Regions from separate parts of the Gossypium hirsutum genome. Here region 1 is linked to region 2. Evidence: chromatin contacts called from public Hi-C data. All regions are on one chromosome and are shown on one strand. The core of a region is the stretch at or near the end of the contact, and the rest is flanking DNA. Distances in the headings are between cores, read along the strand shown.

Region 1 (7,437 bases), core at 1,910-4,409, 140 kb after region 2:
AAATTTGTAAGATTTATTATATGAAATATAGCGGGGATAGGCTTGATGAATGTTGTTTACACATGGTAGAATTCAACATTAGACAAAAATGTTATCTGTTGGAAGATGTAAGAAAAGGAAGTTCGCATTTCTTTCAAATCAAGACTTTCGTTAAGATCACAAAAAGCAACAAAAGATCCACAAGTATTTGACAGTATTGTTAGTTAATTGTTGAAAATTAGGGTCAGAACAAGTAACTTTTGAATGAAATTGAGTACTAAAACAAAAAATGCTTAAATGTGCACAGGCAAACGGCAGAACTACTCGAATTCTCCAAAATTGTCAAAATCAAAGTAAAAAAACAAAGGATTTACATGTCAAATAGGAGATGCTGTCATGTGCTTGTATGGGAATCCCTTAGACCTCTAGAAAGAGGCTAAGATCCAGAGCATGACATGAGATGACATTGCGATTAGAAGCCACGTGATAAATGCCAAAATTATCGATATTTCAAACTGCCGGCATGGGATATGACTTTGAGCCTTGCAGAATTCCAAGTCTCTTGCATATAGGACTATAATACCAGCTGATGAACATGCAGCTGCCAGTGATAACATAGCTGTCACCTGTACATTCAACAAGGATTAGCCAAGTGATATACAATCCCAGCTGAAGAGCTATTTGCAGAGTTGCCAATACTGAAAATAACAATTGCTTGCGGCCCTTAAAAAAAATCAAGCAAAATGCATAGGGAGTTCATATACAGATCAGACAGTGACCCCTGCATCAGTGTAAGATTGTATTCTATGGCCATTACAAAATATGAAAAGGTGGTCACAGAAACTAGCAATGTAATATATAGAAAGGTTGTTTTTTGATAGAATAAGAACAGCCATTAACCACTTGTGGGATCACAGACAGCATTAACATGAACAAATAAGAATAGCTGGCGAGGACTATGACAAATACAGCAACTAGCAGGAAATATATGGTCGAAAACCCGATTTACATCATTGTTGATGCATCCATTTAGTGGCTAAAGGAGATAAGAGAGGATTATTAGAGAACAGTTTCATACCCAATCACCTACAACAAAGAGGCTCACTAAAACTGGATTCTGAAGATCTCTTTTTCTCCTTAAAGCATAAACATCAAGACATGCAAGTCCAAAGCTCCATAGTAGTTGAAGCCCCATAGATGCAATCAAATAGCTGAAACAGAGAGCATTATAAACATCAAATGTGCAGAAAATACAATTGAAGTGCATTTCTATTCGATCAAAGTTGCATCTTGGCTTTGATGGATGCTTTTGCTTTTTCTTTTCTCAATTAGAAGTAAAAAGAAAATAAAAATATGAACTGAAAGCAAGGGACAAATAGCTAAAAGTAAAACTACCAACTAAATGGAACCTTAGAAGATCAAACATGCATAAAGATGCTTAACAGAGAGTTACACAGCTTCAGTCAACTTCGAACTTAAGTTTATTCAGACATATATTATACCAGAGTCTCTTGAACGTAATTCAGACAAATGAATGGCTCTGTTAGACTGTCACTATTAGCAGGCACACAAATCTTGAAACAAAGACTCGGGGAACCACCATTACTGCACTATGCATAGTAGCAGAAAAGCTTCATAGAGTTCCGTTCATTTTCCTGCCCTTATGCCTAATAGAAGCACTCAGTTCCGCCATTATAAGAGCAATAATACACTTTAAACAACCAAGCTCCAAATATAGCAAATCAGACATGTTTATGATTTCTTTAGCTCCACTGTTGCAATAACATTGGATGATAGATGATTGCTTCTGCTTAACAAAGTAAATTACCAGATGCTAAATTTACACAACTTCATATTCAGCTTAAAACCCAATTCTGGAAGAATCGGTACACTAGAAGTTTATGCACGCATCCTATACATTTCTCTGAATAGTAAAAAACCATACCTTTGACATTACTAACTGAAGGTAGAAAAATCCCATACTTTTAACATTAAACCCTCTTAGCTTCTCAACCAACATATGGAAAATCATTAAAAAAAACTAGGAAAAAATTAAGCTAAACTTAAAATTGAAACCCACTTCTCATGCAAAATACCAAAGTAGAAATCTAGAACTTAAATTTCATCCAATAAATTCAAACTAGAAGAACTAGAACATCAAAATCAGCTACTAAATAGTAGAGTAAAAACAAATTTTGAAGTAAAACACACATCACTTTATAAGATGCAAAGAGGTAGAAGTCCACACGTCTAAAAAGTCAGGTCAATTTCACCTTCTATTTTTCCTATTCTTTCTACCCATTTAGGAAATAACCTTTCATGAACAGTTTTGCCTACCTAATCTTGCTGCCCAGCAATCAATGTTTGCTTTAAGATGATTCCGATTCAAACAAACCATTTTAACTAAAATTTTGTCAACGATTAAACCCAAGAATACTGGAACAATGGCACCCCCCCCCCAAACACACACACAAAAAAAAACCCATTAATTCTAACAAGGTAAAATTTGAGAGCAAAGCCGAATGAAGAAAAATGAAAAAACGAAGTACCAGAATGCAGTGTAGGTAGAGAAACCAGAGGCAGAGACCATGAGTGCAATGGAAGCAGCAGCAAAAGCACATTGGGTTACCCTTAGTGTTAATCCACTCACCGTTCCTGGACTCCCAATCAACTCCTTCATCCTCTTACTTCAATCTAAAAGGTCCCCAACCCTATCGCCTAAACTCTAAGGGTCCTACTTGCAGAAAAGGGAAAGAAACCCAAGAATCTTAGAGTCCTTCCATTAATGGAACTCAAATCCAGAGTCCAAAACAATTTCTTTTTTGGTTGAACATTTTAAAAAAGGTAATATGGAAAGGGAATTTTGGAGTTTGGACCAAACTGATAAAATTTTAAAAAAAAAACGTATGATTTAAGAAATACCCTGAAATTATAATTTAGCAGATCATAATTTATAAAATTGGTGACATTGATGGTCTTGATTCGATGAATAGAAAGAGAAGGAGAATGTTTTTGGTTTGGAATAATGTCTCTTTTATCCTTAAATTTTATAAAAAAAATTATTTATTTTCGTCTTTATTAATTTTTAAATTTATAATTTTTTTGTTTAATCAGCTTAAAATGATTGAAGGTTATAATTTTTGTTTACTCACTTCAAAACGAAGGTAGGTTAATTTTATTGATATGGCATAAATGTGAATCACTATGAAAATGATACATCACTATTAAATTAAGTAAACTATTTTTAAAAATTAAAAAAATTAAAATTAACAAAAAAAAGTAAAAATTATAAAAATAATTTTTTAAAATTTTTTAGACTTGTGTCATTCACATAACAATCCATATTCAATAAAATTTTTAAAAAATTAAAAAATTTTATTATTTTAAGTTGATTTAATAAAAATTTAAATTTAAAAATTAAAAAAAAACTAAAATGAATTTTTAAAAAATTATACTGCAAAATAAGTAATTATTATGAGTATCGGTTTAGTGGGTTCAATTTAGGGCAAGTGAGTGACAGACTACTAACTAAATGAACTTTTCTTTCCTTTTTGTCCTTCTTTTTAGACAAAAAGGAGGGACTAGTAAAGAAAGAAATGTTGAACAAGTTGTTATGAATTAATGAGGATGGGTCGGTCTGGGCCATGGGTCTTGGACTTTTGGAGACGAAAAAAGAATCACGGATAATGTTCAATTATAGGCGTAATGACTAGGCCTTGGACCTTAGCAGCCTATCGGTGCCAAGCATACCAGCTTTGGCTTTCCAATGAAAGCATCTTTAGTTCGAATTTTAAAACCCATTCTCTTTCTTGATTTCAATAATTTGATATTCGTTTCATTTTAAAAAAACCAAAAGCAGTCAATTTATAATGCATACTTAACTAACTTCAACTGCTATTATAACACCATAACAAATTTACTTCCCTCCTAATAGCAACCTATCTGCGTCAAGTTAAATCAGCAACGTCAAATTTTGCTACTACTCCTTGTATTTTCTAAATTTTAAAATTTTAGTTTTAATCTAATGATACCAGCTAAATTTATGTTATTAATTTGTATTTTTTTGTAAAATTATAGATCTAGTCCACATTCACTAATTGAATCATTTTTAGTAGCTATATTTTTTGAATTTTAAAATTTTAATATTAAGTCAAACGACAATCGTTAAATCTATTATTTTTTTTAGTGATATGTGAAAATATCAAACATGCATAATATTACACATGAGATAATATATATGACATATCATATTTTAAAAATAATAAAAATTAATAAATTTAGTAATTATAATTTAATTATGACTAAAATCTTTAAACTCTAAAAATATAAGAATTGAAAATAATTAAATTAAAATATAAATACTAAATTCATAATATAAGTACAAATTGACCAATCAGCAATATGACGAACCGACAGCTCCTAACAGCTACGCTAACCTATGAGACCTTGGGACTTTTAACGCTGAGTTTCACCCTATAAAAATTGTAGATGAGCTTAATTAAATTATTTAATTTAACACAGTTAGTGCTACGAGTGATACAAATTAGTATGAGCAAAATGCATCCAAGTTTTTCTGCTCCAATAGAATCTTTGCTAATTTTTGTGTTTTTTGGGCATGTTCCACCTAACCAATTTTCTTTATTGATAATTTTAATAATATATTTAAAATTGAATCCACGATTAAATTAATTAAATCATTAATTTAATTGGTCCATTGATTAAAAATCAATCATAAATTTTTTTTTGAGGAATATAATATTTTTACTAATATAACTAAAAAAAAGTCAATAACGATAGCCGTTGGAATTTGGATATCAAATAAAATAAATAAATTTCATTCACTCTTGTCTCTTATCACATTTATCTTTGATTAAAATTCTTTCAATCTTTTTTTTCCTTTTATCTCTCACTTTCTCTACTGTAGACTTCAAAATATACTTTCATTACCTCCAACAAAAGGCATCTATAGTCCTTACCTTGACTGCTTGGAGACCACGAAAGCGACAGTATACCAGCAGTTTGGAAGTCTTCAATAGATGGCAGGGCTAGGAATAAGTAACTTGCCGTTATTTTACCAAAATAACTCAAAAATAAATAATTATAAAAATAACCCAAATTCAAAAATAATCATTCAAATAATTTAATATAAATAGTAAAATTAGATTAGGGGACTTAGGGCTTATTTTTCTGTGCTTAAAATAAGCATTTTTAACTTGTACTTTTGAAAGAAAAGCTGTGCAGAATAAGTTGTTTTTTGCTAAAATTTTTGATTTTTTAAAACTACTTCTGAAAAGTATTTCTGAAAAAAAGAAACTAAAATTTTTAGTTTTTTCTCTCCCAATAACACTTTTAGTGCTTAATTACTTTTTCACCCCTCCAATAATATAGTACTTTCCCTTTTTTTTCTTGGTGCTTAACTACAAATGTGTTAAAATCATTAATTAAAAATAAAAAATATTTTTTAAAATACTAATTACAAATATTTAATGGTTATTTTTAAATATTTAAAATTTATTTTATATATTCTAATTAAATTTTATAAGTAATTAATATTTATTACTTAAAAATATTTAAAATTTAGATTCCATATATTAAAATATTAACAAGTTATAATAATTTTTTTATATTCTTACTAAAATATAATAATATTAACTAATTTAAATTTTATTTAAATGCATATTTGTTACTTGATAATAACATGTCTAAAATGGACATTTTATTTCTCAAAAGTACTTTTTGACAGCAATGCTTAACACTCAAATTTTAAACCAAACTTTTCAAAAGTACTTCTCAAAAGCACTTTTCCATAGCACTTTTCAAAAGTATTGTCAAACTAACCCTTAATGACCAGCACCACCTTGATTTTTGACCCAATTATTACCTGATGATTGTGTTAGGCTTAAAAAAATAATTTTTTTTGGGTTGGGAGACTTAATGGCTGGCACCACCTTGATTTTTGACCCAATAATCACTTGATGATTGTGCCAGGTTTAAAAAAAAATTAATTTTTGGGATTGGGGGGGACTTAAGGCTATTTGACAAAAATGACCCAAAAAATAATTAATTACACAAATGACCCAAGTTCAAAAACAATCACCCAAATAATCTAAAATGAACAGTAAATTAGGGTGGGGGGACTTAAATGGCCGGCACCACCTCGATATTTGTCTCAATCGTCACCTGATAATTTAGTCCAGTGTTAAAAAATTATTTTTTGGGGTTGGGGGACCTAAATGGCCAGCACCCTCATATTTGTTTTACACCCGTATCATATTGGTGTAAAGTACACCAATATTTGAAAAAAAAATTTAGGTTAGGGGACCCTGATGGTTGGCACCACTTTTATAGATAAAGAATTAATTTTATTTTTTGGATGCGGCTAGTTGATGGCTGGCACCCATTTTATTAGATAAAAAAATTTTGGGTTGGGGGTACTAGATGGTCGGCTTCAGCTTTCTCGGGGACTGAAAAAAATTTCATGTTCTAGGACACTAATGACTGACATCCTTGTATCAGATTTGAGGAAAGAAATTTGGGATGCTGGGACACTGATGGCCAGCACCTTTTCAATATATAAAGTTATTTTCTTTTCCATTTGAGCTTTTTCTTTACATTTTTCAGTTGAAATCTAATATTAGTGTTTTGTTTGTTAAGGAGGAAGCAAAATTTGTTGAAAATGAGTTCCTAAATTTTGTTAGTTTATGTTCATTTCAACTGAGAAATTATAAATATGGCTGAAGAAGGTTATGTTTTTCAAAGTCGGTAAAAAATTAGAATGAGATTCAACAAACGTGTTATACTGGTGGGTTTGAAGTAGAAAATCAGTGCAAAATAGCTACCCGATGCGGGAAACAGATGTTGTGATTGTTTTACAAATTTTTGATTTCAACAGATCCACTAAAGTTCACGGAAATGGAACTTGAAGATGATAATGATCTAGGGACAATGAAAGCAATTTATTGCCCCCTCGAAGATGCAAAAACAGAGTCCAATTGAGTTGTTTGCGGAGATAGCTAAACCGAAACCTATTCAAGTTGTAATTCGAGTAAGTCAGCGCTCTAGAATTGATTTTGATCTTATTGTCTACTGGGAATATCGGTCCACTTGTGGACGATCACTACAAACTCCCAAAAATCTAATCTATGAAGAATGTTCATATAACGTCCCAATACTGTGTCCTCGTCTAGATATTCATCCAGAGGTGTTGGCCACCATAGAAGATGGTGAGGAAGGATTCGATAATGAAGAGTAGTCTAACCATGAAGAGAAATCCGAGTGTGATATTGAATATTTGAGTGATCCCGATTTGGATGACATCCTTAAAGACATAGAGGATGAAGGCCCAATGGAGGGTGAAGATGTACATCCCCATTCGACAGGGAACACGGGTTCCGATATAGTTATCTGTGATAATCCAGAGGTCGTTATGACTGATGTAAATCCTAATGCAGCACTTGC
Region 2 (7,283 bases), core at 4,758-7,257:
GGCTTTGTATAGGGTTGTCAATGTTTGAGAAGAGATGGTAAAATGTATGTAAAAGGGTTTTGATGATGTTTCTATGTTCCTTGAGCAGTGATTGCTGCTGAGTGCAAGTCAGGTGTTCGGATCTAGCGTTCGAGCTGTTGTAAGTGAGTCTTCTAGGCAAGTCTCCATTATGGCTCTTGTATGTATATTGTTTATATTAAAATATATCTGTGAACATTATCAAAATACAAATAGAAAATCATGAAAAGTACAAAAAGAAGGATACATGTATGAGGCTGTAAAAATAAAGTTAAGCCATGAATGATTGATATTATTATATTTATTTAAGTATAATTCGAGAACTAAAGGTAAGAAATTATCTAGCATATGAAGGAGTTTGGGTAAGTGAATGTCATGATTAAGTTCTCCCCGTGGAGCCTCAGATTTCATTTTCATAATTAGAGGAAACGTTAATTGTTTCACTTGAAATAGTTTTTGAAAATTTAAAAATAATTGAGTAATGATATTATGCTTTATAAATAGTTAAGTTAAATAATTCATCAAAATATATATATAATGTCTTTTTAGCTTAGACTAAGTGTTAAAAAAAAAATTCTATTTGTTGATACAAGTTGAATTGTTTATTTTTACAAATTTGAAAATGACTCAACACGTGAAAACATTATTTTTTTTAATGAAATTCAAAATTAAGTTAATTGTGTTAGGCATCCTCAAACTATGACTCTAATTTTAAATTGGTTTTTAAATTTTAAAATGTTTTAATTATCTTCATAAACTATTAATGTTATATCAATTAGGTCATTTCATTATTGAAAATATCAATTTAACCATTAAATAACAAATAAAATCTGATGTGATATAATTTAAAATGAAAATTTTAAAGAAAAGTAAAACATTCTGCATAACTTTTAAAATTAAAAACTAAATATAAAGTGAAACCGAGAGAGAGAGTGAGTGAATGGTAGTTTATGTAAAAGTTTTGAAAACTTCAAAACCAAGATTTTCATTTTAAATTATATTGCATAGTACTTGACGTCTCATTTAACGATGAAATTAACAATTTTAGTAATAAAAAGACGTTATTAATATAACATCAATACTTTAAGGATGTAATTAAAATATTTTAAAGTTTAAGGGCTAATTTAAATTGAGGATTATAATTTAGAGATATCTAGTAGAATTAACCCTTTAAAATTGATAAAACATCTTCACCGATATTATTTGGAATAAATTAATAAAAAAAATTATCACTTGTATATGGATAATGTGATAAGTTTAAGACAAAAAATTCATAATTAAACAACTACATTAATTTAAGGGTAAACTACAAAAATAGTCACTTTTGTTTGTTTCAGGTTACATTTTAGTCACTTATGTTTAAAATGTTATGTTTTAGTCACTTATGTTATTATTTTATTACGAAGTGATCACTCTTCCGTTAAGTTCTGTTATCTCCCTAACGGTAATCCTACGTGGTTGACCAACTAGATTTTAAATGTCAACTTGGATTTCCTAATGGGATGAGAATAGATTTTTTATTAAATAAATTTAATTAATTAAAAATTTTAAACTCTAAATCTTAGTTAAAAAACCGTTCATCTCCCACTTTTTTTAGTTTTCTTTTTCAATTGACTAAAAAACCTATTATCATCAAAATTTTTTATTCACCTACAAAAACAAAAGAGGATTCAATGGAGGGTCCAAGTATGTCTTTTTCACTGGCAAATTTATGTTCTAAAACTTAAAATGAAGTGGTTGTCGACATAGAAGAAGATGGTAATCGTTTTTGTTCCTAATCATTGTATTTTCCAATTCTTCACCTTCTTGAATAATTAGTTTCTCAATCCAATTTTTTCTGATCTGAATCGGCATTTTTGTTCACAATCCCTTTGTAGGTATCCCTTTTTTCTGATATGAAATTCTTTTAGTTGTTAATATTCATATCAAGAATTTTAATTTAAGGTTTTCATTAAACAATAAAAAATCCAATCTTTTGTTTTTCAGTATCGAATAAAAGAGATAGAGGAATGCAAAGAAGACATACCTAAACCCTCCATTGAATCCATCTTTATGAAGCAGTCAATTTGATTTCAACTATTTTAATCTTAATAATAGTTTTTCCAATCAAATGAAAAAAAAACCATTGAAAAAAAAGAAGAGACTGAAGAAAAATTAAAAAGAGGAGATGAACAGATTTTTTAGTTAAGGTTTGGGTTTAAAAATTTTAATTAATTAAAATTTTTAATTAAAAATCTATTTTCATCCCATTTAGAAATCTAAGTTGGCATCTAAATCTAGTTGAATTGCCATGTAAGATTACCGTTAGAGAGATAACGGAACTTAACGGTAGAGGGATAACTTCGTAACAAAATAGTAACATGAGTGGCTAAAACGTAACATTTCAAACATAAGTGACTAAAATGTAACCTGAGGCAAACAAAAGTGACTATTTTTATAAATTACCCTTAATTTAATAAAAAAATATAAACGAAATATTTTAATAGTAATTATTAAAATCAAATCCGCATCTTGGAGTTGTATTCTTAGTAGTTGATTAAAATTGAGTTAACCAATTGAATTGAGATAATTTTTTTAATTTGGTTTCGGTTTTGATGTTTTGAGGAGTCCACCAAAACATGTTACATTAATAAATTATTGGTGTTTTTTTTTTAACAATCTCATTATATAATCTAATTATATCTTATTTTTTTATTACACAATGCATAAAATTATTTATAATCTCTCCCAACCATAAATAAGAAGATAATACGCTTCAGTACACTCAAACTCACATCTTCTTAAATTGACAACAATACTCATATTAATCGAACCCATAAATTATTAGTTTTTATAATAATAAAAAATAACTGAATCAAACAACTTTATATTAATATTAATTATAATATTTTCTCAATCCAAATAAATAAACCAACACAAACCCAATCAAAATTTTAAGCCCAAATCCATTAACATTCAACAAAAGCAATGAAATTCACAAATATTACTAAGTGACTTAACTAATATAATCGACCTTTCGTTCAAAAATAATAATAACTAAAATAATCGATCGGCTTAAGTCGATTCGTTTCTTACTGTTTTTCTTTAAAATGAGTTCAATTATCAGTTTCTTTTTTAAGTCAATTAAGCCAACTTTTCTTCTCTTTTTCAATCTTTTACCGAACTAAAATGGTAAAATCTGAAATGGAAATTTTCAAACATGAAGACACAAGCTGCTTAGTCCAGGAAACCCATTCCTGAATTTGGGCTGCAAAGCAGATATTATGGGCCTTGTTTCACAAAAATCAAATATTTTTATTTTCTAGTTTCGGGCGTTTAGCTGAAATCCATTTCAAAATTTAAACCAGTCAATTTGAAGAGCATTTAACACATGGTAGTCGGTAACATATAGATATTAATTCCGGTATTATATTTCAGTTTTATATCAGTACCAATAGTTTATGTTCTATCCATATCAAACTTTTCATGCCTTTCAACTATTTCAATATATTTCGGTCCGTTTTCATTAATATCAACTTGTACCGATGTTTCATATTTTAAACTATTTTTTATTTTTTATTTTATTTTAAACATTTTAATTGTTCTATAATTATATCTTATACTATTGAACTTATTTAATAATTTTAAAATTTTTTATTATATATAAATATATTTATATGGATGTAATTAGGATATATTTATATTTATATATAATATATGGTTTTTTTTATCAAACTAAGATATAGTTTATTAAGAAATTAAAAAAAATAAAATTGGATATATATATATGAAAAATATTTAAATATATATAATCTATCAATGAACTTAAATAAGATTATAAATATATATTTAAAAAATATTTAAAAACATAATAAGTTCAAAACGATATATTGAAACATATCGGTTCTGAAACATATAAGTACCGAGATAAAAATAATATATCTATAGGTATAATACTGACTACCTTAGGTTAACATCATAGAAATCAAGCTCAATCATTAGCTAAAATTAGGGACGGAGCTAAGGGGTCAGGCAGGACTTGGCCTCTCCCCAACCCCAATGTTAAATTATCAATTTAACTCCTTGAATTTTTTAAAATTATAAAATAATTTAATAATAAAATTACGCTTTGCTCTTTTAAAGATGAATTTTTTAATTTAATCTCCTTAAAATTCTAAATGAATAATCATGTAGAAAGAAAACTTATATTTTAATTTCATTAAAAATTTATAATTTAAATTTAACTTCAAGATAAATTTGTGACTTCGTCTTGACTAAAATATTACTTGATAATATTAATGATAGTGAGATTGAAAGAGAAGATCATGGAGTTATTAAAACATGATATGAAGAAAATAAAGATGAAATCTATTTTATTAAAAATATAATTATGGGTATTGGTAGTGTGATCACCAGCGAGAGATCATTTACAGGCTTTATGTGGGTGGTTTTGCCAAAAAGTACTAATCCATCCACTTGATAAGCTTAGAAGCTGTATTAAATTGATTTCTCAAAAGCAAATCGATCGTGTTACCAAGAACCTGGCCTGTTGAATGGGCGAAAGACGAGATTTTGTTAATTAATTGCTAGCCGGTTGAGTGGCTAATAGAAAAAGTATTGGCGGGGCAATTTATTTGTTTTTAAGTAACTTGGACTCTAACCTTCCACCCTCAAACACTCCAATATTAACTCAACTATCATCCTGCAGTTTGTCCTTCTACCATCTACTCTTTTTTCTTTTCTTTTTTTGGGGGACCGTCTACTATTTACTTCACGTGCAGCATGTTCGAACCTTACCACCCAATGTCTGTTACATTTCTGCTTTACAAAGGTTCCTTTCGATCAACTGAATAGCTTCAATACTATCCACCGTTGACTTCAAATCTATAACCCTTCTACCAAGCAATGACGAGACCGTCTGATATTGCCCAAAGTTCTGCCTAAAGAATAGATAAAAAATCCAATGCTGCGACTGTACCCATGTAACCAATCTCCCTTACTGTTTCTTAAGACTCCACCTCCATTAAGGATTAGTTTGGCAATGCTTTTGAAAAGTGATTTTGAAAAGTGCTGTAAAAAAATATTTTTGAGAAATACTTTTAAAAAATTTGGTTTAAAATTTAAGTGTTTAGCATTGCTGTCAAAAAGTACTTTTGAGAAATAAAATGTCCATTTTAGTCATGTTATTATCAAGTAACAAATATACATTTAAATAATATTTAAATTAGTTAATATTATTATATTTTAGTAAGAATATAAAAAAATTATTATAACTTCTTGTTAATATTTTAAAATATAAAATATAAAATACAAATTTTAAATATTTTTAAGCAATAAATGTTAATTATTTATAAAATTTAATTAGAATATATGAACTATATTTTAAATATTTAAATATAACTATTAAATATTTGTAATTAGTATTTTAAAAAAAATATTTTTAATTAATGATTTTACCACATTTGTAATTAAATACCAAGAAAAAAAGAGAAAGTACTATGTTATTGAAAGGGTGAAAAAGTAATTAAGCACTAAAAGTGCTTTTGGGAGAGAAAAAGTTAAAAATTTTAGTTTCTCCTTTCCAAAAATGCTTTTCAAAAATACTTCTGAAAAGCTAAAAATTTCAACAAAAAACAGCTTGTTCTGCACAGCTTTTCTTCTAGAAGTGCTTTGGAATCAGAAGTGCTTTTGAAAAGCAATGCAGAACTGGCTCTAACTCCCAAAGAAGTATCCTTTAAGGACCTATTTATAAGGCCCAATTTTTGCCCGGGCCTATAGATTAAAAACAATAAATAAACCAAAAATAAAACCAAAATAAAATTTTTCAGTCCAATCCATTTACAAATTACACTTATGGCCCAACATGCCCAATAAACTTAACTACCAAGCCTATTTACAAGAAAACTATCACAGCCCAAAAATTAAAGACACCCAACCCAAATCAAAACAAGCCCGATAGGCCCATCTCCTTAATAGCTTTTAGAAAACCCTAGGGCAAAGGGCTTATCGCGCCGCAAGCATCCACCAGGGGATTCACGCTCCGGCCTCCCCAACGCACGTGCGCTTCCGTTCCTCTGTCCACGCCCACGAACGGTTTTTCCACGCCATACACACCTGCAACAGAAAACAACCAAGTAGTAATTGACAGCAGATCACAGCGAATTACAGCAAGGAATTTGTATTTTCTTTTATTTATTTATTTTATTTTTCTTTTTCGGCTATAAAACTGAAGGAAAATGATGTAAATGGGATCTTTTTCTTTTCTCCCTCTTTTCACGAAGAAAATAGCAGAGAAATACACACGGATACTAAAAAATCAATTTGAAATTAGTTTTAAGGTGATTTTAGATCGTGTTCTTCCTTGATTTTCGTTTCCATTTCATCATTCTTTATCTATTGCATGAAAATAAATCTATAAGGAGAAAAGGAGACTTATCTATTGTTGAAGGAGGCTTCGAAATCCTTGTTTGCTTCGTCGTAATCGAAGTCAAGGCGAAGATTTGAAGCTTGTGAGCAAGGCTCTCGGATTTGTGGTCGAACGGGACCAGACTTGGCCTTTGCTTGATGGCCGTCAGCCGAATATGGAGGCAAAGCGGCAGTGGAAAGGTGCCTTAGGTTCGGCCGAGTAAATGGGGAATAGGTCTTTGGTATTTTTTTTATTTTAATTTGCTTTTAAGTGGCTGAATGTTGGATTTTAGGTTTTTTAGGCTTGATTTTGTATGAAATTTGAAACGGTGCCGTGTAGGGGGTGAGATCCACGCGTCAACCCGATTAGCAGGCCGGATCTTCACCTTTTCGTTCAAAATGGGAAAATTTCACGTTAGGTCCTTCCTCTCTTGCGAGCATTCAATTGCGCTTTAGTTATTCTATTTTGTTTTTTTAAATTTGGCTTTATAATTTGCGCGCATTTTCATTTTAGTCTGCGATATAGCGCAGCGTTTCAGGATTGAGGCTATTTTCAGCTTTGGTCCCTGTGAATTCGCGCGCATTGCGCATTAGTCCTCAGTTTAATTTCAAGAATTTGTAAATTATCCCTTTTATTTTAATTTTATTTCAAATAAGTTTTTTCATCTTTTTTTTATTCATTTCACATTCATTTTTAATTCTTGTTTATTTATTTTGTATTTTGAGCTACTTTGATAATTGTGTTTTGTTTCAAAGGCATTATGTTCTTATATCATATCACTTTAACATTTTGTATAATATTTTTTTAATGTTTTTTTTGTATATTATTATATATATATACGATTCATGATAGAGTGTCATGTATATTATTAATTTTATAT

Evidence for each region. A called contact is a pair of places that touch in the nucleus more often than the background predicts.
Region 1: a contact with region 2 is called in a Hi-C map of leaf, with 6 times the contacts expected there. The contact joins the promoter of LOC107948917 here to the enhancer-like site in region 2. A contact is called at or near these places in 8 of 34 Hi-C or Micro-C datasets (anther, cotyledon, hypocotyl and 2 more).

What each region holds. Positions count from the first base shown.
Region 1 is chrA04:74,192,461-74,199,897 of Gossypium_hirsutum_v2.1, forward strand. LOC107948917 (CASP-like protein 5B2) reads right to left here and starts at 3,160. Exons shown (of 3, transcript XM_016883581.2): 1 at 2,529-3,160; 2 at 1,058-1,190; 3 at 238-605. The coding sequence starts at 2,659. The coding sequence ends at 405. It overlaps LOC107948916 (mannose-1-phosphate guanylyltransferase 1), which reads left to right. Exons shown (of 5, transcript XM_016883580.2): 5 at 1-46.
Region 2 is chrA04:74,046,729-74,054,011 of Gossypium_hirsutum_v2.1, forward strand. No RefSeq gene overlaps it. Among protein-coding and RNA genes, the nearest start is that of LOC121228082, 13 kb to the left of the region's middle. Within about 2 kb of position 6,008, at least 9 of the 9 cell types and tissues checked have an H3K27ac peak or open chromatin away from gene starts, as enhancers often do. A contact at or near this core is called in cotyledon, hypocotyl and leaf, where this site is marked.